Regions from separate parts of the Mus musculus genome. Here regions 1, 2 and 4 are each linked to region 3. Evidence: chromatin contacts called from public Hi-C, HiChIP or PLAC-seq and Micro-C data. All regions are on one chromosome and are shown on one strand. Each heading gives the region's core, a stretch centred on a gene start, on an enhancer-like site or on the middle of the called end of the contact. The rest is flanking DNA. Distances are from core to core; before and after follow the strand shown.

What was found. Hi-C and Micro-C count contacts between places; a contact is called where the count stands out from the background. HiChIP or PLAC-seq counts read pairs in DNA pulled down with a chosen protein or histone mark.
Region 1: a contact with region 3 is called in a Micro-C map of the MC3T3-E1 cell line, with 5 times the contacts expected there. The contact joins the enhancer-like site here to the promoter of Lrig3 in region 3. A contact is called at or near these places in 1 of 39 promoter capture datasets (the 3T3-L1 cell line), 2 of 484 Hi-C or Micro-C datasets (the MC3T3-E1 cell line and adipose-derived mesenchymal stem cells), 1 of 115 datasets of contacts at active chromatin or transcription factors (embryonic limb bud) and 1 of 9 other capture datasets (adipose tissue).
Region 2: a contact with region 3 is called in an H3K4me3 HiChIP or PLAC-seq map of embryonic limb bud, with 5 times the contacts expected there. The contact joins the enhancer-like site here to the promoter of Lrig3 in region 3. A contact is called at or near these places in 5 of 39 promoter capture datasets (the 3T3-L1 cell line, 3T3-L1-derived adipocytes, liver and 2 more), 1 of 15 datasets of contacts at CTCF or cohesin (the NIH/3T3 cell line), 4 of 484 Hi-C or Micro-C datasets (embryonic fibroblasts, epidermal suprabasal cells, nephron progenitors and 1 more), 14 of 115 datasets of contacts at active chromatin or transcription factors (craniofacial prominence, embryonic hindbrain, embryonic limb bud and 6 more) and 4 of 9 other capture datasets (embryonic stem cells, embryonic tail, embryonic trunk and 1 more).
Region 4: a Hi-C map of uterus shows a contact between it and region 3, with 4 times the contacts expected there. The contact joins the enhancer-like site here to the promoter of Lrig3 in region 3. A contact is called at or near these places in 3 of 39 promoter capture datasets (the 3T3-L1 cell line, cancer-associated fibroblasts and hippocampal neurons), 5 of 484 Hi-C or Micro-C datasets (the MC3T3-E1 cell line, embryonic fibroblasts, palatal mesenchyme and 1 more) and 5 of 115 datasets of contacts at active chromatin or transcription factors (astrocytes, embryonic limb bud, forebrain and 1 more).

The regions. Positions count from the first base shown.
Region 1 is chr10:126,141,616-126,144,803 of GRCm38.p6, reverse strand. No RefSeq gene overlaps it. Among named protein-coding and RNA genes, the nearest start is that of Gm30041, 49 kb to the right of the region's middle. Within about 2 kb of position 1,938, at least 32 of the 459 cell types and tissues checked have an H3K27ac peak or open chromatin away from gene starts, as enhancers often do. A contact at or near this core is called in the MC3T3-E1 cell line, where this site is marked.
Region 2 is chr10:125,808,746-125,811,689 of GRCm38.p6, reverse strand. No RefSeq gene overlaps it. Among named protein-coding and RNA genes, the nearest start is that of Gm29862, 36 kb to the right of the region's middle. Within about 2 kb of position 1,544, at least 28 of the 459 cell types and tissues checked have an H3K27ac peak or open chromatin away from gene starts, as enhancers often do. A contact at or near this core is called in craniofacial prominence, embryonic limb bud, neural tube and 1 more, where this site is marked.
Region 3 is chr10:125,964,534-125,967,476 of GRCm38.p6, reverse strand. Lrig3 (leucine-rich repeats and immunoglobulin-like domains 3) reads right to left here and starts at 1,258. Exons shown (of 19, transcript NM_177152.5): 1 at 766-1,258. The coding sequence starts at 1,001.
Region 4 is chr10:125,724,217-125,727,436 of GRCm38.p6, reverse strand. No RefSeq gene overlaps it. Among named protein-coding and RNA genes, the nearest start is that of Gm36884, 19 kb to the left of the region's middle. Within about 2 kb of position 1,931, at least 27 of the 459 cell types and tissues checked have an H3K27ac peak or open chromatin away from gene starts, as enhancers often do. A contact at or near this core is called in uterus, where this site is marked.

The DNA.
Region 1 (3,188 bases), core at 689-3,188, 180 kb before region 3:
TCATTTAAGGGAGTGAGCGATGCTGTGGTGCAGAGAATGGTGGCCAGGGGGAAAGGGAAGAGGAGAGAAGTCATGGGAAGCGAGGAAAGCCATACATATCCTGTGGAAAGGGGGAAGAGAAAGGAGAAAGAGTGGGGATGTAGGAGTTCCTAGAAGGGTGGGAAGAGCAGCCCCTAAGAAAGAAAACATTGTCTCCTGGATCTGCTGTCATTATTTAAAAACTGATTATTCTTTGAAAATCGCACTTGTGTATATAATACCGCCAGTCAGTCATTTCACCTCATGGCCCCTTCTCATCCATCTTTCTCCGTGACAAACTCCACTCCAATTTTCACGTGTGTTTATCTGTTTGTTCTGCTTGTTTGTGATCCACTGAGTTTAATTAGGGTTGCTTTCATGAACACGGATGGCGTTATTTAGTGGAGCAGCCTGCAACATTGACTACACCCTCAAAGAAAATTTCTCTGCTGCTCTAGCAGCCATGCACCGCATCCCCACCACCAACAGCCTAAGTTTCAAACCAGCAGCCTGCAGTCTGTCTTCTAAAACCTTGATTTCTATGAGATCGACCAATCTGTCGGATATAAATAAATCAGTTTCATTTTAAAAGGTCACCTTTAAAACTAGCATTTTAAAATGTCGTTATTAAGATTCTTTGTTTTTGTCCACAGTCTTCTCTGACCTCATAGTGTTTGTAAGTTAAAAGCTGGTGTATCACACAGGAGCTTCGCCAGGCACAGCTGATGAACTGCGCATGCTCAGGAAACTCTGACTCCACAGGTTGTGCGGCCAGCTCCAGACTGCGGAGACTCCCTGTGTCTGCTCCCTCTGCCAGAGTTCCTACCTCTCATTTAGGAAGTTCTCAGGGCCGGTAGCCGAAATCCAAAACACATAAAAGAAACAAGATGCGTTCTTATTATGAATGTGGAGTTTGGGTGGTACGTTTTTCCAGAATTACCAGTAATTCTGACAACACGTAAGCTTCAAATACACAAGGTGTATGTACTCACTGTTATATAATATTTATTGTATTAACATAGTGCAATGAGATTAATAATGTGTAGGATAATTAATGCAGGACAACAGGTTTCACGGTTACATATTTACGATCATTTTATACATATTATAATGATGTAGATGGCTTTACAGTTGGTCAAACTGGTACACTTCCTTGGCTCAGTACCATCAAGAAATTATTTTATGAGGATGCAGGCTGTGTAAATATTTAAATAAGGTTATTTAAATACTGGAGGATACTGCTCATGGACAGAGAACAAAGTGAAGACCGCGGAGAGACTGGTGTAAGTGAAATAAACACGAGTGATTATGTTTGCAAAATAGTCCAAACTACTTTTGAACTGTATCCTCAAAAATTGAAGCTCAGAGAATTAAAAAAAAAATGTAGCTGAGTTCCTTCAATAAGCTAGTGCCAAATATCAAAAGGTGATTCTTATGAATATACCACAGTTCAGGTGCAACTTCAGTAATTCTAACGCAATTATAGTACCACAAACTATAAAAATTCACAACTGCACATAGTGTGAAAATATGTATAGGTTCTGAAATAGTCTGAAATGATTTCCCAGGGGGCTGGAGGGGACAGCCTAAAAAACATCAACCGTGCTTACTTTCTGCCTGTCTGTTAACCATGTTCTCAAACTCTGACTCTTTGCAGTTATTATATTTGATATTTTTGTATGTGGTTTTGCTTTCGTTCTTCTAGTGTTTTGGCTTATTTGATTGTTTGGCACCAGCTTTTGTACAGCTAGAGGAATTTATATAAACTGATCACACTGAGTGATATTCCCGGACACGGCCGAGTCTCCTGCAGATTAATAGCTCATCCCAGAGGAAGAATTTGTGCTGGAATCACAGAGCACGCCGATGTGCTGAACCCTGTGCATTGCGAAGCCGCTTTAAAACTGGAGAGAGTGAACGCGAGGGCAGCTGTCCTACGGATCCAGTTGTTTCTGGGTCTTGTATTCACAGAACTGATTTTTCTGATGTTCCCTGGAGCTTGAGACGATGCACAATAAAAGGAAGGAATTCTTGGCTTGCAGAGCTGACTTAGAGCTTTTACCCTGCTCCCTTTTCTTTTCCCGGGGAGATGGGAAGAAATATAAAGTCCCAGCTTGGTAAATCAACGAATTAGGAGCACAAGTGACTCAGTCCCAGGCATAACCAAAAAGCACAACCATCGCGCCAGCGTTTGGTGCCCCCCACAGTACCAAAGATGGAGCCCCGACATCAGTCTATACCCTAAGTCCTCTAGAAGCCTTAGACCAAGCACCACTTGTGCAGGGAGCCAGAGAGAGGAGAAGTGCCCCGGACTCTCAGTTGAGGGTTTGGTTGAGCCCTCTCCTTTCCTTCTGTGAGGGGACACCAATGGTGCTGGTCTCCTGAGGGTTTGTAGGGTAACCCCGAATACACCGATTTGTAGGATTTTTAGAGGGCCGTGGCCACCTCACTCCCAGAGGGCAGAGTTCCACAATATTGGCTTGTTCTCTGGCCCAGGCTTGGGAGAGTCTTTTGTATAGTCAGATGTGCCAGGCACAACCCTCTTTTGCCCGAGTAGTCTGAAGTTTGTTGCTAGATATCCTGTAGTCTGTTTTCCTCACTTTTCAAAAGCTACCTTTTCAGGGGAAACCTACCCTGGAACTGAATTAACAAAGCTGCTGCATGAGGGCTCCTGCTGCACGTGGCTCCCCTCACCTTCATCCCTCACAGCTTCTCCCCCTGCAGCTGTTGAGCTCTTACCTTGCTGTTTAGTTTGCCCCGTTGTTACAGTTTAATTGCTCTCCCTTCCGCTTCCACGTTCCGAAAAATCAGAACTTTTGCCCGTTTTTGTTCTTGGATACAAGTGCCTGGAACAACATCTGGCCCGTAGAAGGAACTCAAATATTTGTGGAATGATTGAATTTAGCAAATCGGTATTGAATGTCTGCTCTGTCCCAAGATTTGTGCTTAGCACCGGGAATAAAAATGACAGCAAGGCGCAGTCTCTAACCCACAAAAGTTTACATGGCTCCGTTCCCAGGACACCCACCACAGTTTCTGACTCAGGGGACTTTGGATAGAGTCTAGAAAGTTCCTGGTCTGCCAGATACACCAGAGTTTTCATTTCTTTCCCCAAGGTCCTCTGTGCCAGGAGATAAATTGTATTGTCATGGAATCTTTGACATACAACA
Region 2 (2,944 bases), core at 295-2,794, 160 kb after region 3:
TCATGTAACTCACTGGCAGAGCCGTGTTTTATCTTACACCTTCTCAGTTGCAGATAATTCTACTTCACCTGGATTCAGACACTCCCGTATTTAACCAAATACAGTTTCTTAAAAGCCAACCCCAGAGGCTCCAAGTGACTTTGCCACTAACTACCACCAACACAGTATCCCCAAGTTCAGTCCTTTAGAGCAAGCTGAAGGTTCCCTTGAGAATATGAACATTCCCTGGAAGGATGAGAAATGAACATCAAAAATAGTGTGGGTAGCTCTTCCCCATCGCTACGGCTTCACGAAACCCTGCTTAAAAAGGGCTTGCCTCTGTCTAACCACCCTTTGTTCATTGAAGGGACACCATCTAAGAAGATGGAAGTAATGTGTAAACAGAGGGATGGGGTAACACCCCAGATGTATTCCTTCTAACATAGGCTGGCTACATAAGCCCGTTCAATGAGCAGACAAGATTAAAACTGAGTGTTGTCAAAGAAAGCATATGTATGGCCTTTTAAGATGACAGATGTCTGCTAGTAAGGCCAGGTCCAAGTCAGGCACCAGAGAAGCAGGATCTAGCCAGCTATGTGGCCAGCATGGAAATAAGGAGCATCCTGAAAAGACGCAACGATAGATTATGGTCATGAGCTTCGAAAGGCAGAGTGAATGATGTCATGGTTTTGAACTTTTTTTTTTTTTTGGTACATGCTGCAAATGAAGAACAGCATGGGGGGAAGAAAACGAGGGACCCAAAATCTTTATGAGTTTGATGAGAGTTTAAAGCAGGAGGCAGGGCTGAGAAGGGACAGAAGGAGCCAGAGGCAGGGAGGTCTGGGTCATAGCAGCACTTGTGGGGAGACAGTGAGGTCATTGCTGCAGGTGTGGGTTCGACTTAGCTGCTCTGTTCTGCTGGGTAAATGAGTATTTTCTTTTTACATGGCTGGGTTAAATTACTTCCCCTGGGTCATTCAATTAATCATTTGGAGAGCAAGGACCAGACTCCTCCTCAAGACCCTCATTTCACATCTGGAGCAGGCAAGCCAGGCCTCTACTCTCCGAAGCACTTTCTTTAATTTAATTTAAAAAGAAATCATTTCTTTCACAAATCAATGAAGTTTTGAACTGTTTTGCACGGAATCCAAAAAAAAGAAAAAAAAAAAAAACCTCTCTCTTCCCTGTGACTTAAAACACAGATAGGCAGCATTAACTACATAGAACTACCATAGATTGCTTTCTGGTTGATCTTTAATTCAAGAATTTGAAGTCTCTGTCAAAATTACTTTGGACCAACCCTGTCTCTGAGATTTCAACCTATTATTCTTGGGAGCCGGGAAAAAAAATGAGTTACAGATACGAGAAAGCCATGTGTGCACGGTTTAGCTGTCGCATGAGCAATCGTGTGATATATTGCTCTTCTCACTAATAACCACAAAGCAGGTAGAGGCATGGCAGACTAATTTGGTTTATATGTCCAGCTGTAAGGCTAGACACTGCATCATTCTTCTCAGAAACCAGTGACTTTAGGCATGTGGAACTCTGTAGTCATGACAACAATAAACCAAGGCACTCTCAGCTCAGAAACTGCCTTGTCTCCATTACTTCCTGCTCATGACCTGACTTTTCTTACTCTCTGGGGCTGGGGGCTGGGGATTTGTGAAAGATCTATTGAACAGAGTTCCAGTATAGGTTTAATGTTTAAAAATGTCTGGGCTGGAAGTTTTGCTTGCACAGATGGCCAGAGGCCTCGAGAAGGAATAGATCAATCACCGTTACTGCTAATGACACAGTTATGAGGGTGGACCCAAAGGTGAGCTGACTTGGAAGAGGGGAGAAGGCAATGCAATGTGGAGAGTGACTTGGAAGCATTTCTTTGTAAGTATGGCAGATAATTTTATAATTATAGCAAGGGTTCTGAAGAGACGTACCCTAACCACGTCTGGAACAATACTCAAACGTATTCAGACAGAAAACTGAGCGCGTGCAAATGCACGCATGATGCTTTTAATTGTAGAAAGAACTGATTAGCAGATGCTCAAGGGACAATCTACACGGAATCTTATCTTGTGTCCCATGTATGCAGGGAGTCCTATGGCTACTGTCAGAGAGCGCATAGCTCAGCAGTCAGAGTACCAACCCCTGAATGCAGTGATTGCTTTTGATTGCCACAAGTAATATTTGGAGAGCATTGCCTAAGTCTTTTCATACTCAACTGCAAGGAGAGATTATACACTTTTCACGGTAGCTCTGTTGAGGTATAAAACAGATGGAGAGAGAGGTCTTAGCCCCATGCCATGCAAATATTCAACAAGAGGGAGCCCCCCTCCCCAGCAGTGTCCACACCGCTGGTGCTATGGGGAGGATTTGAGACGAAATCTGACTTCTACTTGGCTCATGCTCGCATGCTTCATTGTTACAGCTTTGTTACACCCAAGTGAAAAATTGTAGCATCGATGGATGCTTCACTGTTACAGCTTTGTTACACTGGAAGTGATGAATTCTAGCACGAATTACATTTGCCATCCCAGACCCTAACAACAATTGCCCATCTTTTCCCAGGACTATTTTCTACTAACTTAGCACTCACACGCCGGTAAACAGAGGAATAAAATATGGACCAAATCCTAGATAGTGTCAGATGCTTCCTCTCATGTCTGTGCTCTTAAAAACTGAATGGCAATGTCCCAGACATTAGCTTCATCACAGGCTTGACTTCTATGGAAAAGAGTTGCAGCCCTGAGGTCAGTTCTTGGCATGGCCTCAGATAGTATGGATTGCATTCAAAAGTATGGTTGGGATTTTTTTGTTGTTGTTGTTGTTTTGTTTTTCTCAAATTGTGTTTTATTTTTATATTTTTATTAATTATTTACTTTACATCCTGACTACATCTTCCTCTCTCTCCTACCTTCCTACTCCCTCTCTCTCCCCTCCCCTCCCCTTTGTCTTCAGAGAAGGGGAG
Region 3 (2,943 bases), core at 9-2,508:
TAAGTGCAACTTTTGCTTTTTTGCTTATGGCTTAAACGCCCCCTCCAATTTTAACAAAATTAGGGGTTGGGAGAGAATAAAGAGAGCTGACATTTGTAAGGACTCGCATTTCCAAGTAAATTATATTTTCTTCCGTGTTCTATCCACACAGTTGGCAGTGACTTCGGGGTTTCTGGCTTCCCAGCTAAAATCCGCCAAACAGCACTCAGCGCAGGCTCTAAACTTGCCCAGATCTCGGTTGTGAAAACCTACTTCCTTTGCTTAATCTACCCGATCAGTCTTCGCACCCAACTTCTCACAGTAACCAAGACGCAGACGCATTTCAAAGTGGCCCGGGAGCGAGGCTGATGGTCTGCTAATGTGAAATTAAGCACTGCGGAGAGAAAAAGTCTGTGCGGCTTTGCTTGAGCAAGGGGGGTTATAAGAGAAAGGCGCGCCTGCAGTGACCGTCTAGGGACCCTAACTAACCCCTGAGAAGCTACAGTTGGGCCAGTTTCCTACATAAACTCAGAAGAAAACTTGCAAAATACAGTGTCTCGCAGACTGGCTCCCAATCGCAGGCGTCGGGTCTGCTGGCCTAGGAGTGGCGACTCAAGAACCCACCTGCGCGGATGCAGAGGGAGACTGAGTCCCCCCACAGGGCTCCGGTAGCGGCCTGGGCGCTGTATAGTGCGCTCTGAGCCCCGGGCCTAGGCGGACTCTTCTGGTCTCGCACCCCTGGCGGGCCGGTCTCCTTCACCCCACCGGAATGATACTGATACTCACAGCCGTGTGACCCAGGCCGGGAGAGGATCGGGAAGGCGAACCAGCCGCCGCCGGCTGCAGTCCAGCAGGTCCCCGAGGCAGTGGCAGGCGGCTGGACACGGGCGCTGCGCATCGTCGTCCAAGAGCTGCCCGGGAGCCCCGTGGCCTCCGCTTCCCGCCGGGCCCGCGCGCCCCAGCCCCGCGCACAGCAGCAGTCCCAGCGCCGCGGTGGCCGCTCGGAGTCCGGGAGCACCCATCGCCGCGCGCCCCGCCGCCTCCGGTTCGGCCCGGAGCTCTACAACCTCGCGCACCCCCAAAAGCACCGACTCCCAGACCGGGCTGGACACGCCGATCGCCGCCTCGTGCTCCTGGTGGCTCAGTCCCCGCACTGAAGGCCTCGCATGCCCCTGCACAGCGGGAGAGCCAGCAGCGGAGGACCGGCAGCCACGGTGAAGGCAGCCCGAGCGGCGTCCGAGAACGGGATGGCACGCCGAGAAACTTTTCCGCCTGCGGCGGGCGGCGGGGCGCGATGTCCCGGCGCGGCGGAACGGCGAGGCGGGGCGAGAAGGCGGGCGCGCGCCCATTGGCCCGCCTGGCACCCGCGGCCACGTGACAATAACAAGGCTCCAGCCCCGAGCCGGCGCCCGGGAGAAAGTGGAGCTGAGATTGTAGGAAATTCCGAGTTACATTTTCCAGCGTCTGCAGCCAGCAGTCTCCGCTATGTCCTGAGAACCATAGATCAGATGGAATGGGAGGGCAAGAGCGAGCCAGCGAAGGAGCGAGCCAGCGAAGGACTGAGCCGGCTGGTGCTCTGAGCTGCAGTTACTTAAGGGAAACTTTAGAGAGTACAGTTAAAGTAGTTGCAGTGTTCCAAGGCCTTTCAATTCCTAGCGAGAGAACTGTGTCGATTATTATATTGTTGGCGAATGAAACAGTGGCTTTCATAAAAAAAATTAATATCGGTGCCAGTGAGGTCTTTTATGCCCATAAATTGGACATATATAATGTATATGTATGCGTATTTGTATATGATGTATATGTATAGCCTGGCAACCCAGCACTGTATGGAAGAGGCAGGCAGACCTATGAGTTTCGGGCCGGCCAGGACAACACAGTGAGACCCTGTCTCAAACGTATGTGCACATGGATGGATGGCTAGATGGATGGACAAAGGACATGGTTTGGGATATGGGAGCTTGGTTTATAATAGATGGAGCTGGAGGGAATGATAATAAATTAATAAATAACTAAATAAATTAATAAACTAAATAATAAATTAATAAATCCAAGTTGGCAATCAGATTCCAAACAATAGTAGCTAAGAAGAATAAAAGCAACCACACTAATATATGCTAAGACCTTGAAAGAAAAAGCACACGTGCGCATGCACACACGAACGCACGCACAAACACACGTGCACATGCACACACATGCTTACACACACACACACACACACACACACACACACTTACCTTAGTCTACCTGCCTTTTGAATGATGACATTCTTGACTGAAAAGTCTACCAGACTTAAATAAGCTTATCTGTCTGTGGGGTATATTGAGGGAGGAGGTAGAACCAAAATACCAGGCACCCCTGAAGTCTGTCTGGATGTACTCAGCCTGTAACCTGGGTAGCAAGGTGTTGAAAATAATGGAGACCTCAGAGTTGATCTGCTAACACCTCAGGGAAAATAGGTCCCAAAGAGATACCTAACATTTTGTAGGGTGACATAAACTAATTTTAAGGCTCTGTTTCTGTAGGTTGTTGGCTGCATGGTATCTGCCCAAGCATGTCTGTGACTTGGGTTACTTAATCAGCTAGTTGATGCAGGATGAGATAGCTGATGGAATTGAGACTTTAACCCCATGACCATTGACTTGCACTGTAGCGTTCACCTGTGTAAGCACGGCCATTCATGGGGAAATAAAAGACTCTGAAGTTGGCACACCCTAGTTTAGGTGAGATATCCCCTCCCCTTTCTTCTGCCTGCCTGTAGCTTTGCCACATTTTAGAACGATAGACAAGAAATAGCTATAATTACAGGGCTTCCATTAAGATCCACAACAATTGGGCAATGGATTTTTCAGGTTCCTCTTGCATCTTGCTTGACTAATCTGCCTAAGGAAAACCTGGTTTGCTACTCTGAAGTTTTTAAAAACAAGAGCAGTGTCAGTATACACATGCCCGTGCCGTTACATG
Region 4 (3,220 bases), core at 682-3,181, 240 kb after region 3:
TCCAATTGTGCCAATGATAAGGTGATGTATCCTCCCCCGCCCCTTTCTCTCTTTTTCTTTCGATCTATCTCAACCATGCATCTATCTCAACCACGTGGAGGAGAAAGAGGACAGCCTGTTCCTGTGGGGATTAACCACTACATTCCAGGTGTAACCGTGCAAGGTCACATGTCATAAATACATGATCAGCTGCAGCCACATAATCTCAACACTAAAGACAAATATTCGCTAAGGAAAACAAAACAAACAAACAAAAACAAAAAAACAACGAAAAACAAAAAAACTTTGTGAGGAAAACAAAATCCAAAACAAAAACAGTGTCAAAAGAACCCCTGTCAAGTATCCCCAAATCGGCCCCTTTCCATTCCGTAGGAGAAGAATTTCTTTTCCCTTTGTCTCTATGAGGTTCAGAACCTGGGACTGCTGTGAGCAGACAGCTTAAGCAGACATCATACATAAACTTACTTCATATTGTTTTTAGGTGACCCCAAGGAAGAGATCAGCTTACATGTTTGATGGCAGACTTGATGACGAGTGGAGAATCAAGGAAACATTTGCTAGATCGAGTGTGCAATAAAACAAAACAAAACAAAACAAAACAAAACAAAAAAACAGTTTACAAAGCTGGGGGAACTCGCGGGGCCTCAGCTCAGGCATCTCTGGCTGCTGGCCACAGTCCTTCCTGTCCCTAGATCCAGACAGGGCAGCCCTCAGCTGATGAGAGAAGGGTCAGAGACATTTCTGCTTGTCTAGTCTCAAGTTTACTCCCTTGTGCCACGGCACCAAAGATTAGCGTAGCACGCTCCTGTTAGTCCAGCCCTGGTTTTCTTTCTTAAAAGAGAAAATTTAACAGAAGTTTTTATTTTTCCCCCCCGTTTGTTGATTTCTTTCAAGAAAGGGTCAAAAATTTATCTTCAAAATACTAGTTGTAGAGATGCATACAAATAACAAAAAGAAAAAAAGAGAGAGAGAAAGAAAGGAAGGAAGGAAGGAAGGAAGGAAGGAAGGAAGGAAGGAAGGAAGGAAGGGGGAGAGAGAGAGAGCTAGGGAGAGAGAGAGAGAGAGAGGGAGAGAGCGAGAGAGAGAGAGAGAGAGAGAGAGAGAGAGAGAGAGAGAGAGAGAGAGAAAGAAAAGAAAAGAAAAAAGAAAAGAAAAGAAAAGAAAAGAAAAGAAAAGAAAAGAAAAGAAAAGAAAAGAAAATACAGATTTTTAAAGAGCCAGCGAAATATCATCTCTTACTTGGCTCACTTTTAAAGTTAGAGGATTGTACAGAATGGCGCCTGTGTGGCTGTGCGCATGCGCACTTCCCATCCCAACTTTGGGTAGAAGAGATTCTCCCCTATAGAGGGAGAGAGAGGAGCTTTGCATCTGTTGAGGCAGGGCTAAGTCAGTGTGAGAAAGTCAGGAGCAGCCGCACTTGACACCCACTCTTGTCAGTTCAGGCCACTGAGGCTGAGCAGAAGGGACGCTGGGCCTTGTCCCAGATGCTGGGTCTGAGACTCGAGATTTCCCTCTGCCCGCCCCTCCCCCATAGCCTTCCTTTGTTTCCCTGGAGGGTTATTTATGTTGCTAATTCAAGACTTTGACTTGTAGGATAAACCCATGCTGTGTGTTTATAGAACAGGCAAGGCGGAACCCTGGGTCCCTTTGATTGGAGATGATTTTCACATGTTTCCTGGTTCCCCTTTTGTGAAGATTTATCTTCAAACTCGAGACTTCCCTCCTTCTCACTTCAGACTTAAACTACTTAAATCTAGAAAAATAAAATTGTTTAACTGAACCTACTTCCCTAATAACTTTAGAAGAGCCAGCCAACAAATTGTTTACTTGAGAGGACCGTAGCCTTTTCTTCCGCTCTTCAATCACCCTCAAGGAGAAGGCAGATGTGAGTGGCTGGGACCTGGTGGAGCACGTGGGCGCGTTTGCCCAGCGTGGTGGGTACCGCCCTCTGTAGGGTAAAATTAGGCTTACTCGAATCTGCTAGATTGTCTTGCCCTCTAGTGGTCAGTACAAAAAAAAAAAAAAAAAAAAAAAAAACCACACACGAACATTGCAACTTGCAATGACTGTGTCTTAACGTTTACTTATAGGTAGGCGAATCGAATTATTATTGAGTTAAATCAATCTGCTATCATGCAAGATAGCACATATAGTTGGGCTTACGTGTACGTTTTTATGGGTGGAGGATGGATCCCATCGCCCTTTGCAAACTAAGATGTGCTTAGCCACGGAGCTGCGTGTCCCAGAACAGCATCATGTTTTACTGAATTAAATAAATTAAATGGCCACTTCCAAAATTCCTTAGGGGATACATTACAACATACAATTGTACATGTTGACGGAGCACCATCTTACACTGTTGTATGTACACATATCACATAATACGAAATCCAGACGCATCTAATTCCTCACACACGTATAATTTGCTTATCATGAGAACAGACAGGATCGTTCCTTGGAGCTTTTTAAAACACACAGTGCTGTTGTCATCCAGTGACCCCACTGGGCAGCGGCGGGCCAGATTTTCCTTCTCCATAACTGTACATTACTGCCTGTTAGCCAACATTTCTTAACCCACCCTTTCCACTCGCTCCAAACACCTTACCCTTATTTTCTATATCTCATACAGATTCCATTTATGAATGAACTCTCGAGGCAGTTGGCTTTCTGTTGTTGGCTTATCTCATTTAACATTACAATCTCTGGTTTTTCATCTGTGCTTATTTATTTATTTATTTATATTTTTGAATGATCACATTGTATTGTGAGTGACAGAATAGTAAGTAATCCACTTTAATATTCACTGTATCCATCCATCAACCATGAGAAACTTAGAGAGTTTCTTCAGCTTGGCTCCCATGGATAGCATTTGTCTTAGTTAGGGTTTTACTGCTGTGAACAGACACCATGACCAAGGTAATTCTTATAAGGACAACATTTAATTGGGGATGGTGTTTACAGGTTCAGAAGTTCAGTCCACTATCATCAGGGCAGGAGCAAGGCAGCATCCAGGCAGGCATGGTGCAGGAGGAGCTGAGAGTTTGACATCTTCATCTGAAGGCTGCTAGCAGTATACTGACTTCCAGTCAGCCAAGACAAGGGTATTAAAGCCCACACCCATAGTGTTACACCTACTCCAATGGGGCCACACCTCCAAATAGTGCCACTCCCTGGGCCAAGCACATACAAACCATCCCAGCATTTCAGTGAACATGAGAGT